3 separate regions of the Mus musculus genome follow, and all the other regions are linked to region 1. The links are chromatin contacts, called in public HiChIP or PLAC-seq maps. All regions are on one chromosome and are shown on one strand. The core of a region is the stretch at or near the end of the contact, and the rest is flanking DNA. Distances in the headings are between cores, read along the strand shown. Region 1 has its middle 100 kb from the start of Prlr. Region 2 has its middle 38 kb from the start of Il7r. Region 3 holds the start of Il7r (interleukin 7 receptor).

Region 1 (3,888 bases), core at 519-3,018:
AGGCAAGCAGACAAACAAAAGCAAACAACAAACAACAACAACAAAAAATTTTGTCTGCCTCTGAAATGTGAAATCCTAGGAGAAAATTCTGCTAAGTTATTGGATTGATTTTGGAGGTAGGGCAGCTTATCCAGCTATCACAAATTTGTCCTGAAAATCGTCGTTTTGCTTTCTTATTCACTATAGAATTGGCTATGGGTTGAAACTTCTAAAGATACAGTTGTGTACAGGGCATGCTTTGGGGTATTGCAGTGGTCCAGGGGAAAAGGATGGGGAATAGGTGACAGGAGGAACTGGGACTCTTCTTCCATGTTCTCTGTTTTCTGAGCTATATTTTAAAATCCCAGGGACAGTGTTGATGTATGGATTAACATTCAGACTCAACCACTGAGTTCCAGTGTGGAGACATTTTCTTTTCTTTTCTTTTTTTTTTTTTTTCTTTTTAGAACACTGACATCTCAGAAATATCTGGGAGCAGGAGAGTCACAGATTGGAAAAATCCCACCCATTCCTATGAAGAGGAAAACCCAGAGAATGAAAGGAAAAGAGAGAGTATTTAGGTTGTTTGGGTTTTATTTAAAATCTACGCCTTGGAGATTTTCTGTGTATCTCCCAGCTGCTATGTATGCTGCACAATACACATTTGCAGTTTTGTCTTACTCCCAACTGTAGAGCTAACAGTGGACAATAGGTGTTATCACAGAGCAGTGCTGTCTCCCCTGACAGCTGCCTCATCAAAGTTCTCAGCAGGGTGCTGGGAGATTGGAACATCTTTCCTTTTGGTGAATGTGGCTCAAAAGAAGGGAAGCTTTACCTGCCTGGAATACCCTGCTTATTAAAGCTTTCTTTAGTGACAGGATGCTACCACCGAAGGACTTTTTAAATTGTTTTCTCCAAGCAGCTTGCAATGCGTAACTAGGCTTCAGCTAACAGGCTTTAGGTTAATTTAAGACAGATGGCTCTGTTGTGGCTGAGAGAGACGATGCTGTTCTGCTCATATCTTATTTCAGTGCAGATCTGTCCTCTGCCGTGTTGATGTAGTCACTGAGGTGACCCCAGCAGGCCTGTATGTCCTTGTTTGGAAACATGCCAACCATCTGTCTAGGGTGGATAATCTTCACGTCACAGGCCTGAGTTCGCACCTTCGCAGTTCATGCAATGCTGATATGGATTTGAAACCTGGAATTTTATTATGAATTAATCAATAGCAGTAGCTTTCATGTATTAAAAACACCCTGCACCCGGTGTAGCAGGTTACATCATATCAGAGCTGAAATGGACCACAGAGCAAAGACTGTTCCACTTTAATATGAATCAATGAAAGATCAGAGAGGGGTGCCACAAACCCAAAGTAACTCAGATTTTAAAATTGAGACAAAACCTCAACTTTCAATTTCGAGTCTTCTACTTGTTTCCCCTTCTTGTTCCCCCAAATGAAGTATATTTACGAATCAATGTCTAACTCTTTGAGGATAAGAAATGGATGTCTGAGGATTTAGTTGGAATAAGAGGTGGGAATAAGCATTTATATATGGGTTGAAAATTCTCTTATGCTAGAGAGAGTATAGTCTGTCCAATAAAAGAAGACAGAAAATGACTTTGTTGAACGACCAAAGGACACTAAAGGACACCTACAAGCCAATCTGTTTTCCAGCTGCTTCTCAGATCCCTCTGTTCCCTCGTCTTTATCATTTTCAGTCGCTCTCCATCCCCAGTGTCACTGCCATGCCTCACTCTGGTCTGCCTACCACCTTTTCGCTTCTCCTCCGTGGTCTTTCCCTCCAGTTCTCACATCCTGTTTTGGGTTTCAGTTTCTTCTCTATTCTGGCGTCAATCATGTTACGATTGAACGAAAATCTAGAAACACCTGAGCATGTTGTCTGAAGCCTGAGAGCATGACAAGGATGTCTCAAGGGCGATTATTTCCCCCCAATTATTTTACCATTAAAAAAAATCCCTCTCTTGTTCTAACAAGTTTAATCTTTATATTATGGTCTTTTAGTAAACTTCCTCAGTTTTTTATTTCCCTTGGAATATTTCCCCTGTGTTTACCTTCTCTTGACAGAAAAGAAAAAGCTGTTTTTCTGAGAAGTCTTTTGCCCCCTGGTTGAGAAAGAGAAAGCTGGTACCTTAAGGTATTATTTTAAAAATTCACATTATAGGTTCACAAAACTATGCTTTATAGAAGTTGTTTTGAAAAATCTATATGTTTTATTGACCACTTCTGCTAGTAGAAAAAAAATCAATTTGAACCATCTTTTGAAATGCTCAGAGATTATATATACTTATTTTTAAAATATATAAAAATAAAAATTTTGGAGAAAAACACAATGATACAATTGCTTGGGAAGATGTAAAAGATACTCAGCATATATTTGATAAAAGAAAATAAAGTGAATAGTATTTATTAATTTAAAAACATCTTTAGATACAAAATACTTGCAGAGAGCATCAAATATTTGTCATAATTGGGAGACTGGTTTGTCATTAGTCCTAGCAACTTATAGGATGACAAAGATCTTAAGTGTTTATGAACATTAAGTGCCATTACTACGTAGGTGAGAGCGTCACCAATGAAAGAAATTTCAAATTGAGGATACATGTTTTAAAGATAGAGGACAAAATGGTAAAAGACCCACTTGAGTACATTTTGTTAAAAGTACATTGTAGCTTATGTTATTTTTGTTTTTTACTAGCTCTGTTTTTACCAATATCTGTCATTGGAAATGGAATAAATGTTCTCTGTATATTGCTTGGGGCTGTTTTCGATAGGACTTTGTGTACACTGACGACCACAGAGGGAGTTTCAGTTGAAGGCCAAAATAGAAATGGCACGGTTTACAAATCTTGTTACATTCATTTTCAAAAGCAATGTAATTGTCTCTTGGAAACTACAAAACAAAACACATTTTTACTATTTATTACTCAAACGTGTTTGCCACCTTTATTCTTAAATGCTACTAATATTTTAGGTTTCTAACTAGTGCACAGAAAAAATATTTAGGGCACAAGATGGAAGAATAAATGCTTGTGTTTGTTATGAGAACACTAAAGCTAATGGGAATAAGGCCCCACCCCCAATGGGCCCAGATGGAAGTTGAAAAATAAAATGATTGTGCAAAATGAAACTCAAGAAGGACTTGAAGGAAATGAGGAATGTGTCACCTGTGTGCCCTTACAAGCTTGGTGCTAAGTCAGCTTGGAAAGGGACATTTTAACAGAGTTGACACTTAGGTACTTCGAAAGTATAAACACATCTTCTTGCTCCTCCATGGTCATAATGATACCTTCGGTGATTTCCATTTGTGATTGATTTTAGGAAGATCAAAACCCTGCATCATAAGGTAGCCACATTTCTAGATTCAAGTCTTCAGTCAAGTGGACCATTCATGGTAGTCCTGGGCCCTGGACACATTTGAAGTTTATGGAACTTATTTTAGCTTTATGAATTGCTTAGTGAGTGTAATAAAATTCATTTCAGGCTCGTCACTAGCATATTCCTTTCTGCCTTAATGAACAAGCCTGTGCACTTTATTAACAAGAAATATTTCAGTCTTTCTTTTGGGAAGGTTCTAGTGGACTGAGGTGAAATTCTAGGTATGCAAACTTGAACCTCATTCCTGGTCCAATTTGTTCCCTGCCTGTCTTTGTGAGTTGGACAATAGGAACTAACTCTAAGTGTCTCATTTTCTCATGTGTAATTGCATAGGTTTGAGTGAAAAATCTAGTAAGATGCTACTTAAAAACCAACTTCACAGTAAGGGCCTACAGCAAGTGCTTCATAAATACCACCTTCGTTGGTTATGATGCACGAGTCATCCATACCTGCTCAGTGGTACCCAGTTTCCTTTATAAAAGAAGTCATGGTGCAATACTGATATCACTAAG
Region 2 (3,888 bases), core at 734-3,233, 580 kb after region 1:
GGATAGGTACTGCTCACATGGTTAGTGGGGTGGTGGGTCATGTCTATGAGCTATGACTAGCCTAAGAACATGTATTTCAGGGGTCTAAAGAGTTGTAACTAGAGGAAATGGCAGAGTTAATGGAGATCAACAATTTAGCAAGCAATTTGAATGTTGTTATTTTCCTATAGGGGCTAGATACACTTGCAAAGATGCGTGGCCTTAAGAACTTCATGTGGCACATTGTCTCCCACTTGAGCCAGACAAGGCAGCCATGGAGTGTGAGTTTCATGTCTGCTACAGATATGCTGGGAGCCTCGTTCCAGCCCATGTATGTTCTTTAGTTGAGGGTACAGGGGAAGGACTCTGTAAAGGAGGGACCAGGAAGTACAGGAATGCTTAAGATGGAGAGAGAGAGAGAGAGAGAGAGAGAGAGAGAGAGAGAGAGAGAGAACTTCATGTGGGAGCTGGAGAGATTGCTCAGCATTTAAGAACTTGCTGTTCTTGCAGAAGACCTCAGTTCAGTTCTCTGCACCCAAATGGCAGCTCAAAACTTCCTATAAGTCCAGTTCCAGGGCATGTGTTGTTCTCTTCTGGTCTCCTGAGATTCATACATGCACACAGTGCACACAAGTTCACACAGGCATGTACACACACACACACACACACACACACACACACACACACACACCTATAAAATAAATCTTTTTCATGAAAGGCATTTAATAATTTGGGGACCCAAGTTGTCATTTCCGTGAAGATACCACATTTCCCTTGCTCTTGTGTGGGAATTCTTCCGTACATCATCTGGACATCTGAGTGTACCTGAAAACCTAGTGAAAACCTCAATTTCTAGAATACAAGTTTCTGTATGGAGGCTTTCTTCTGACCAGACTTAATTTCAAATAGTAAGATACAAATTATACATTGCAAAGATCTATATTAAATGTAAGATTGTCTACATCTGAACATTTTTATTATAATAACTAAAGGTAAAATTCTACAAGGATCTAGAAAGAATTAACATACATACAAACACAAACTCATATATACATATATCATGCTAGCAACAGATTATCACATGAGATCAAAGAAGAACTGGACTAATAGAGACTGTGGCAGCATGCTTTGAGCCTGCACAGATGAAATCTGGAGATTCCAATGGTCAAAACTAGGTTTTCCTTTGCAAATGGGGTGTCATTTGCAGACAAAACAAATGTATTCCCTTATGTATCATGGAGTTGGATGTCCAAAACACATTATAAATGGCTAAAGATCCAAGTGTTCACTGGACTGCATTGTTCTGGACTCTCTATAGAATTCATTCCTTGCTTTTCTCATTTCTCATGCAAATAGTAGTCTCTAGACTCTAGAGTCCAGATCATCCCTCTATCATGCTTATGGATACTTGCAACCTCTGTTTCCCTTATCATAATTTCTTCTTTGGATGTTGCCCTCTTCCCTTCTCCTATTGAGAACTGATGTGGTTATATTAAACTTACTTAGATGAGTATAATCTCTCCATTTCAGTATGCTCACTGTAATCACATCTACAGAGCCGCTTTGTTCTCTGCATATGCTCTTGTAATCAGGTATGTCCATCTTCAGAAGCCTATTGTGTAAAGTTCCTTGTGTAATTTCTGGTCTATCTTCATTTTCATTACATCTCAGATACTATCTTCTCTGGAAGGGCATTGCCTTATAGATCAGGAGTTGGCTTATTGATGTCAGTACCACACCAATTTGTGATTACTTTGTTCTGTGATTCCTCTCTGGACTTTAAGTATTATGGCATTGAGGACTACAGTTACAGGACTTTGTGTCTCTTGCTAAACACAGTACCAAAGGAGAGGATGGATGAACACATTAAAAAATAATGTTGCTTTGTTTTTTCATCAGTGTTCTAAATAAAAAGACAAGCTGAGCTGCCCAGAAAGAGCTGGCCCCACGTCCCTGAGAAGTACTGCATCTGGGCAGCCACGTGCAAGGAGTCAGTTGCCTTCCCGGTCAACATTTCCCTCCCCAGCTGTGCTCTTAACCACTGTGACCACAAAAGTGGGGAAATTATAGAGTGAGAAGGGGTAAGAATTTTCCTAGTTTCACTCCTCTGATAATTATCTACATTTAATTTTGCTTAATGATAAATTTAGTTCATTTAAGATCCCCATGAAAGTCAACCTTAACTTCTGAATTACAACACTGTGTACCTTTGTGCAGACATTTTGATATAGCTTGAAGTAACAGCTGTAAAAAATAAGAAATGTTATGCATAAAAGTTGGTGAGTCCAAGGAACATATTAACACTCCTCAAGATGTGGACAAAAACAAAATGTGACACAAACAACAGGCAAATCCCCTGAGGTTGGGAAAATAACCTGAAGGAACATTTCTGTTGAAACACTTCAGTTAATCTGGAACATTCCTCAACTGTAAATTATTGTGCCGTATCTTTCTATTTAAGATAAATATTTATCATCCTGAAGGCAATACATCACTTAGTACAGAAAAAGATTTCTGTTGCTGTCACATTTGCTCCTAAATGTGTAAGTTGTTTAAGACCTTGGATCAAAATATTTAGAATTCTCCAAAGTATTTTAATGTTAATCTTAGCTGCTAGTATACTGAATTATTAGAGAAAATATTATTATTACTTTTAGAGACTGGAAAATCAATAATTTAATTATATAAAATTTCAGTAAATGCTGTAATATGATATTGATAAATACACTGTAAAATTTATACTAGGTAGTAATACATTTTCTTAAAGTCAAATTGCGAACATAGATTTCAATAATAACTAGTATTTTGCTTTGAAATACACAGTAAAATTCTAAAATAACTTAAGACAATGCCATTCTCAGTTATGAGCTACTAAAGTGTACCAATAGATTTAAAAATATGAACTTATGTCAGCATTGGAAACTGAAGTTACTTCCTGCTTATGAAACACCAAAGAATAGAGTAAATAGAGTCGAGGCTTCCTAAGGCATTTCACTTGCAATATTTCCACGTGTTTATTTACTCCTTTAAACCTTTATTGGGTTTTTACTATTAAACCAGCATAGAATTTGATTTTACATCATAGTCAACAAACATCAACCTCTATAATTTAACAAAGATTCTCTTATCTCATATTAATAGGCCATCATGTTCAATAACTTATGATCATTTTCTTTAAATTTTACATTTATGTACTATGTGTAGATTGTCCCCTGCCTTCCTTCTGCAATCATTCCAGTTCCTCTCCCTTTATGGCTTACTATCAAATACATGGCTTCTTTTTCTTTAATTGTCTTTGTTACATATGTACACACATAAATGAACAAATCTATAAATACGACCCAGTGATCCGACTAATTCACTCATTTCTGTAAGGTTTCATGGCTCACCACTTGAAGTTAGATGACCAGTTAAGAGTGTCATTTTTATATGTAGCCTGCTATTTTAAGTGTGCCATAGAGAAATAAATATTCAGTATCTTGTATAATTCCAGAGAACAAAAGAATGGATAAAATACTAATTACAGGTGCTAGACAGATTGCTCATGGATTAAGAGCAATGACAGATCTTTCAGATGACTCAGGGTAGATTATCTGCACCCACATGGTGGCTCACAAGCATGTGTAACTACAGTTCCAGACGTTCCAACACCTTTTCCAGGCTCTGTGGGCACTAGGCGTGCAGGCAGGCAAAGCATTGGCACCCAAAATGAATTAAAATATTTTTAAATCATTAAAAATGCTAATTGTATCAGTGCTCTTGCAATGGGATTCAGTAGAAATTGATAATCAGTGGTATAGAATGCATAATTTTTGGGCTGGGAACTAATTATAAAAATTTAATCTAGTCCAAAATTTGGAGATTTATTTATTTTTATTTTATGTGCAAAAATGTTTGTACCTGCACATA
Region 3 (3,888 bases), core at 836-3,335, 550 kb after region 1:
AAATGGCTACATTTGTACACTGAAAGATTGAGTGTAAAAAATATTTTTAAATGATCTTTTAATAGCTTATGAAAGATGAAATCTTTATTTTGTACATTTCTTTGTTTTTAGAAACTGTATATATGTATTGAGGATATTGAAACCATAACCACCCTCCTGTCTTCCCTACCTACCGCATTCCAACACCTACTCTCCTTCTCAGTTTCATGTCCTCTAGTTCTTTAATTATCCAGACTCCATATCCCCATTGCTAGGAGTCGTAGCTAGGGTCACCCTCATAGACTCCTGGGAGTTTTCATTGCCCTTGTTTCTAGCTAGTCCCAGAGATGCCCATCTCCTGTAACCAGAAAAGACTTCCAATGGAGGAACTGGGACACCAACCCACTCACAAAATCTTTAGCTCATAGTTTGTCCTACCTACAAGATGTGCGGGCATAAAAGATGAAACAGAATTAGAGAGAAGGGCAAACCAATGACTGGCCCAGCTTGACACCTATGCCATGAGAGGGAGCCCACTCCGACACTCTTAATAATATTCTCCTATACATGCAGACAGGAGCCTAGCATAGCTATCATCTGAGAGGTTTCACCTAGCATTGATGGAAACAAATGCAGTGACCCACAGCCAAACGTTAAGTGGAACTTGGGGAATCCTATGGAAGAGAGTGAGGATGGATTGAAGATGCCCAGAGGGGTCATGGTCACATTGAGAAATACTACGGAATCAACTAACCTGGGCACATAGGTTTTCATATAGACTAAACTTTCAACCAGAAATCATGCACAAGACAAGCCTAGACCCTCTGCACATATGTAACAGTTGTGCAGCTGGGTCTTCATGTGGGACTCCTAAAACCGAAGCCAGGGCTGTCTCTGACTACATTGCCTGCCTTTGGAAGCCTTTCTGCTAACTGGGCTGCCTTTTCTAGTCTCGAGAGAAGAAGATGTGCCTAGTCTTACTGCAGCTTGATATGTCAAGGCTGGTTGATATCCAAGGGAGGCCTCCCCTTTTCTGTGGAGAAATGGAAGAATGTTAGAGAAGGTTGGAGGGAAGGGAGAAAGAGGGATTGGGAGCAAAGGATGGGGGGGGGGGCGCTGCAGTCAGAATTTAGGATAAATAAATAACTTAATCAATTCTTAAAATGATTTAAGAAAAGGATCCACAGAACCTACTTAGTTCAGCTCTTGTGCTCATGAGTGTATAACTGCCCACTAGAGCTTGAGCAACCTACCATGGGACACACTTTTAAAGAAAACTAACTCTTAATCGCCTGGTATTTGTCAACCTGCCAGGAGGGCCTCAGCTAGGGATGTGGCCTCTTGAACACCTGCTCTGTCCATATTGGAATGTGGATTGGTGTGATCTCATGCCAGTCTTGTGTCACAACCATAGCTTCTGTGAAATTATGAACACAAAGATCCTATTATTTTTATAATAGATAATTTCACTGTATTTCTCTTTGGCTCCTGCCTCTTCTGATCTTTCCTTCTCTCCTCCATGGTGTTCCCTGAGTTCTTGAGGGGAGTGTTTCATGGCTGGTACTATAAATCTGACCACGAACCCGTGCCAGGGAGGTCTTAGAGCATAGGGGAAAACACAGGACTATTGTTTGTTTAAAAGACAGAGTATCAAACTGTCTTCTAGACATTTGTCCTTATACCCATAGAATAGTGCAGCCTTGCCTCTCATTAGAGAAGCTCTTTTCTCACTTCTCTCTCAGAGAGCAGAGAACTGGGCGTGACCATTGAGGGTTCAGCCCTAAGTGGGACAACTCTATCCTAGCATCATTATTCCTAAAACAAGAGCATCCCCAACCAACTGAGGAGCATCGTAAGTGTGGATTTTGGCCTTGTGATCCTGTTACATTGGACCCTGAGATCATCTGAAGCATCACTTGAAGTCTACCACCTTGCTCAAAAGTAAGCAGTTAAGTTCAGGAGCTTCAGGGAATACCAAGATGCAGGAAAAAAAAAAGTCACACTCTACCTCTCCGTTTTCTCTACCTCTGCTTACAGCAGCAATCCTTTTGCTCAGACTTCCTGTTTCTGGCACTTGCCTTCTTCTGTGATGTTCATAGTTCCCTGTCTGTGGTTTAGCAGGCACAGAGCTGGTTTGGGTCTCCCTCTCTCTCATTCACTTGCACATACAAGCGTGCTTCTTCTCTATTCTTTCTCTCTCTCTCTCTCTCTCTCTCTCTCTCTCTCTCTCTCTCTCAGAATGATGGCTCTGGGTAGAGCTTTCGCTATAGTTTTCTGCTTAATTCAAGCTGTTTCTGGAGAAAGTGGAAATGCCCAGGATGGTGAGTCATTTCTAACTCCTTTTTTAAAGGATTTCAGATTACCTGTAGCATATATGATCAAGTTACACAGTTCTCTAACAGGGCAAGCAAGAATTTAGCACTAATTAGGTTGTTTTGTGGGTATTAATCACCAGGACAGAGGGAATGATGACAATACTGCAAATGGCTTGTAACTCTCAAGAACTGTCAAGAAGCATTGAGTTTCATTCAAATTCTGGCTCATAAATGTGGATGTATGCTGGTAATTTCAAAAAAGAAACCTCATATCAGTTCTTTGTTGGAGCTTTTTGGATGATCGCTTCCAAAACTGTATTAGACTGAAAAATCAAGCCATTGTTGTTTTGACTGTTTATGGAGTTCTAAAACCCTAGATACCCATGATAAATTAATGGCCAGAAACGAGAGGTTTGTGTATTCACCAAAACTGTATTTCTAGTGTCTAGAGTTTAGAAGTTACTCTATAATGTATTTCTTCAACATACTTTAGCTTTGGCAGATTCATGTTAGATTGCTGATGAATAATTCAGTAGTATGCTAAGGAAGGTGTCTTCTTTGAAATACACAGGGTTGCTTTTATATTCAGAGAATCCATTATATGGTCATCATAATTCTCCTCAGAATCCATAAAATACTTAGACCTTGACTTCTTAAAAATAGGCATTTTAATTACAGGACTGTACTCAAACGTCTCTGGCAGACACAGCAGCTACATGGAATGTGAATCTCCAATTTGTTTCTACAAATTAATTAAACTGTTTTCATACACACACACACACACACACACACACACACCATTAAAAGGGGAATGTGTGTGTGTGTGTCTTTGTGTATGTGCGTGTGTGTGTGTGTGTGTGTGTGTGTGTGTGTGCATCCTGCCTCTGGTTCCTGAGTGCTAGGATTAAAGGCAGACACCACCATGGCTGGCCTATATGTGCATTCCTAAACTGGGTGCAGTAGTACATCCCTGTAGTCCTGAAGCCTAAGAGGCTGAGACAGAAAAATCATCTTTGTTCCAGACCAGTTAAAGCTACATTGCATAAGCTTGTATCAAATACATCTGTATTTTCTTTATGCACAGTATCAATACACATCAGCCTAGCTCTGTAGTTTAGCTCTTCAGTCAAATGCCTTTAGTTGTGCATCCTAAGCTTAGATATTTGTGTGACTTTACTTTGTAATCAGCAAGGATGGAAAACCCTTGCATGTTCTTATGAAGAGAATCATCAGAGGAGTCACACTCTTCAGCATGACGGAGCATGAGTCACTTGGTGAGGGAGAGTCATTATCTCATGTTAAATGTGTGCAAATAGCTGGCAGGAAGCACGAGAACCATGCTGCTGTTTGGTACAATCCTTTGCCCCTATGCTTCCCTCTTGGCCATGCTATTTCTTACAAAAAAAAAAAAAAAGTAAAAATTCTTGCTGTTAAACAGGATTTTCACTTCACCTTTTTAAATTTTGAAATGTTTTTAGATTGATGATCATAACCACCCATATGCGTCACATAGGCATGTCACGATACCTCCCACTTTGTGCTGGCAGCAATCTACTAGTCAATTTTCTAGTAACTAAAGGATAGTCAAATCAAG

What was found. HiChIP or PLAC-seq counts read pairs in DNA pulled down with a chosen protein or histone mark.
Region 2: an SMC1A HiChIP or PLAC-seq map of large pre-B cells shows a contact between it and region 1, with 6 times the contacts expected there. The contact joins two enhancer-like sites. A contact is called at or near these places in 1 of 15 datasets of contacts at CTCF or cohesin (large pre-B cells) and 1 of 484 Hi-C or Micro-C datasets (bone marrow-derived macrophages).
Region 3: an H3K27ac HiChIP or PLAC-seq map of bone marrow-derived dendritic cells shows a contact between it and region 1, with 7 times the contacts expected there. The contact joins the promoter of Il7r here to the enhancer-like site in region 1. A contact is called at or near these places in 8 of 39 promoter capture datasets (the 3T3-L1 cell line, the C10 cell line, embryonic stem cells and 3 more), 1 of 15 datasets of contacts at CTCF or cohesin (pro-B cells), 1 of 484 Hi-C or Micro-C datasets (CD4 T cells), 10 of 115 datasets of contacts at active chromatin or transcription factors (the 230-238 cell line, CD8 T cells, the SCID.adh cell line and 6 more) and 2 of 9 other capture datasets (adipose tissue and macrophages).

What each region holds. Positions count from the first base shown.
Region 1 is chr15:10,073,026-10,076,913 of GRCm38.p6, reverse strand. No RefSeq gene overlaps it. Among named protein-coding and RNA genes, the nearest start is that of Prlr, 100 kb to the left of the region's middle. Within about 2 kb of position 1,768, at least 55 of the 459 cell types and tissues checked have an H3K27ac peak or open chromatin away from gene starts, as enhancers often do. A contact at or near this core is called in the 230-238 cell line, CD8 T cells, bone marrow-derived dendritic cells and 3 more, where this site is marked.
Region 2 is chr15:9,490,391-9,494,278 of GRCm38.p6, reverse strand. No RefSeq gene overlaps it. Among named protein-coding and RNA genes, the nearest start is that of Il7r, 38 kb to the left of the region's middle. Within about 2 kb of position 1,983, at least 20 of the 459 cell types and tissues checked have an H3K27ac peak or open chromatin away from gene starts, as enhancers often do.
Region 3 is chr15:9,528,073-9,531,960 of GRCm38.p6, reverse strand. It overlaps Il7r (interleukin 7 receptor), which reads left to right and starts at 2,085. Exons shown (of 8, transcript NM_008372.4): 1 at 2,085-2,300. The coding sequence starts at 2,219.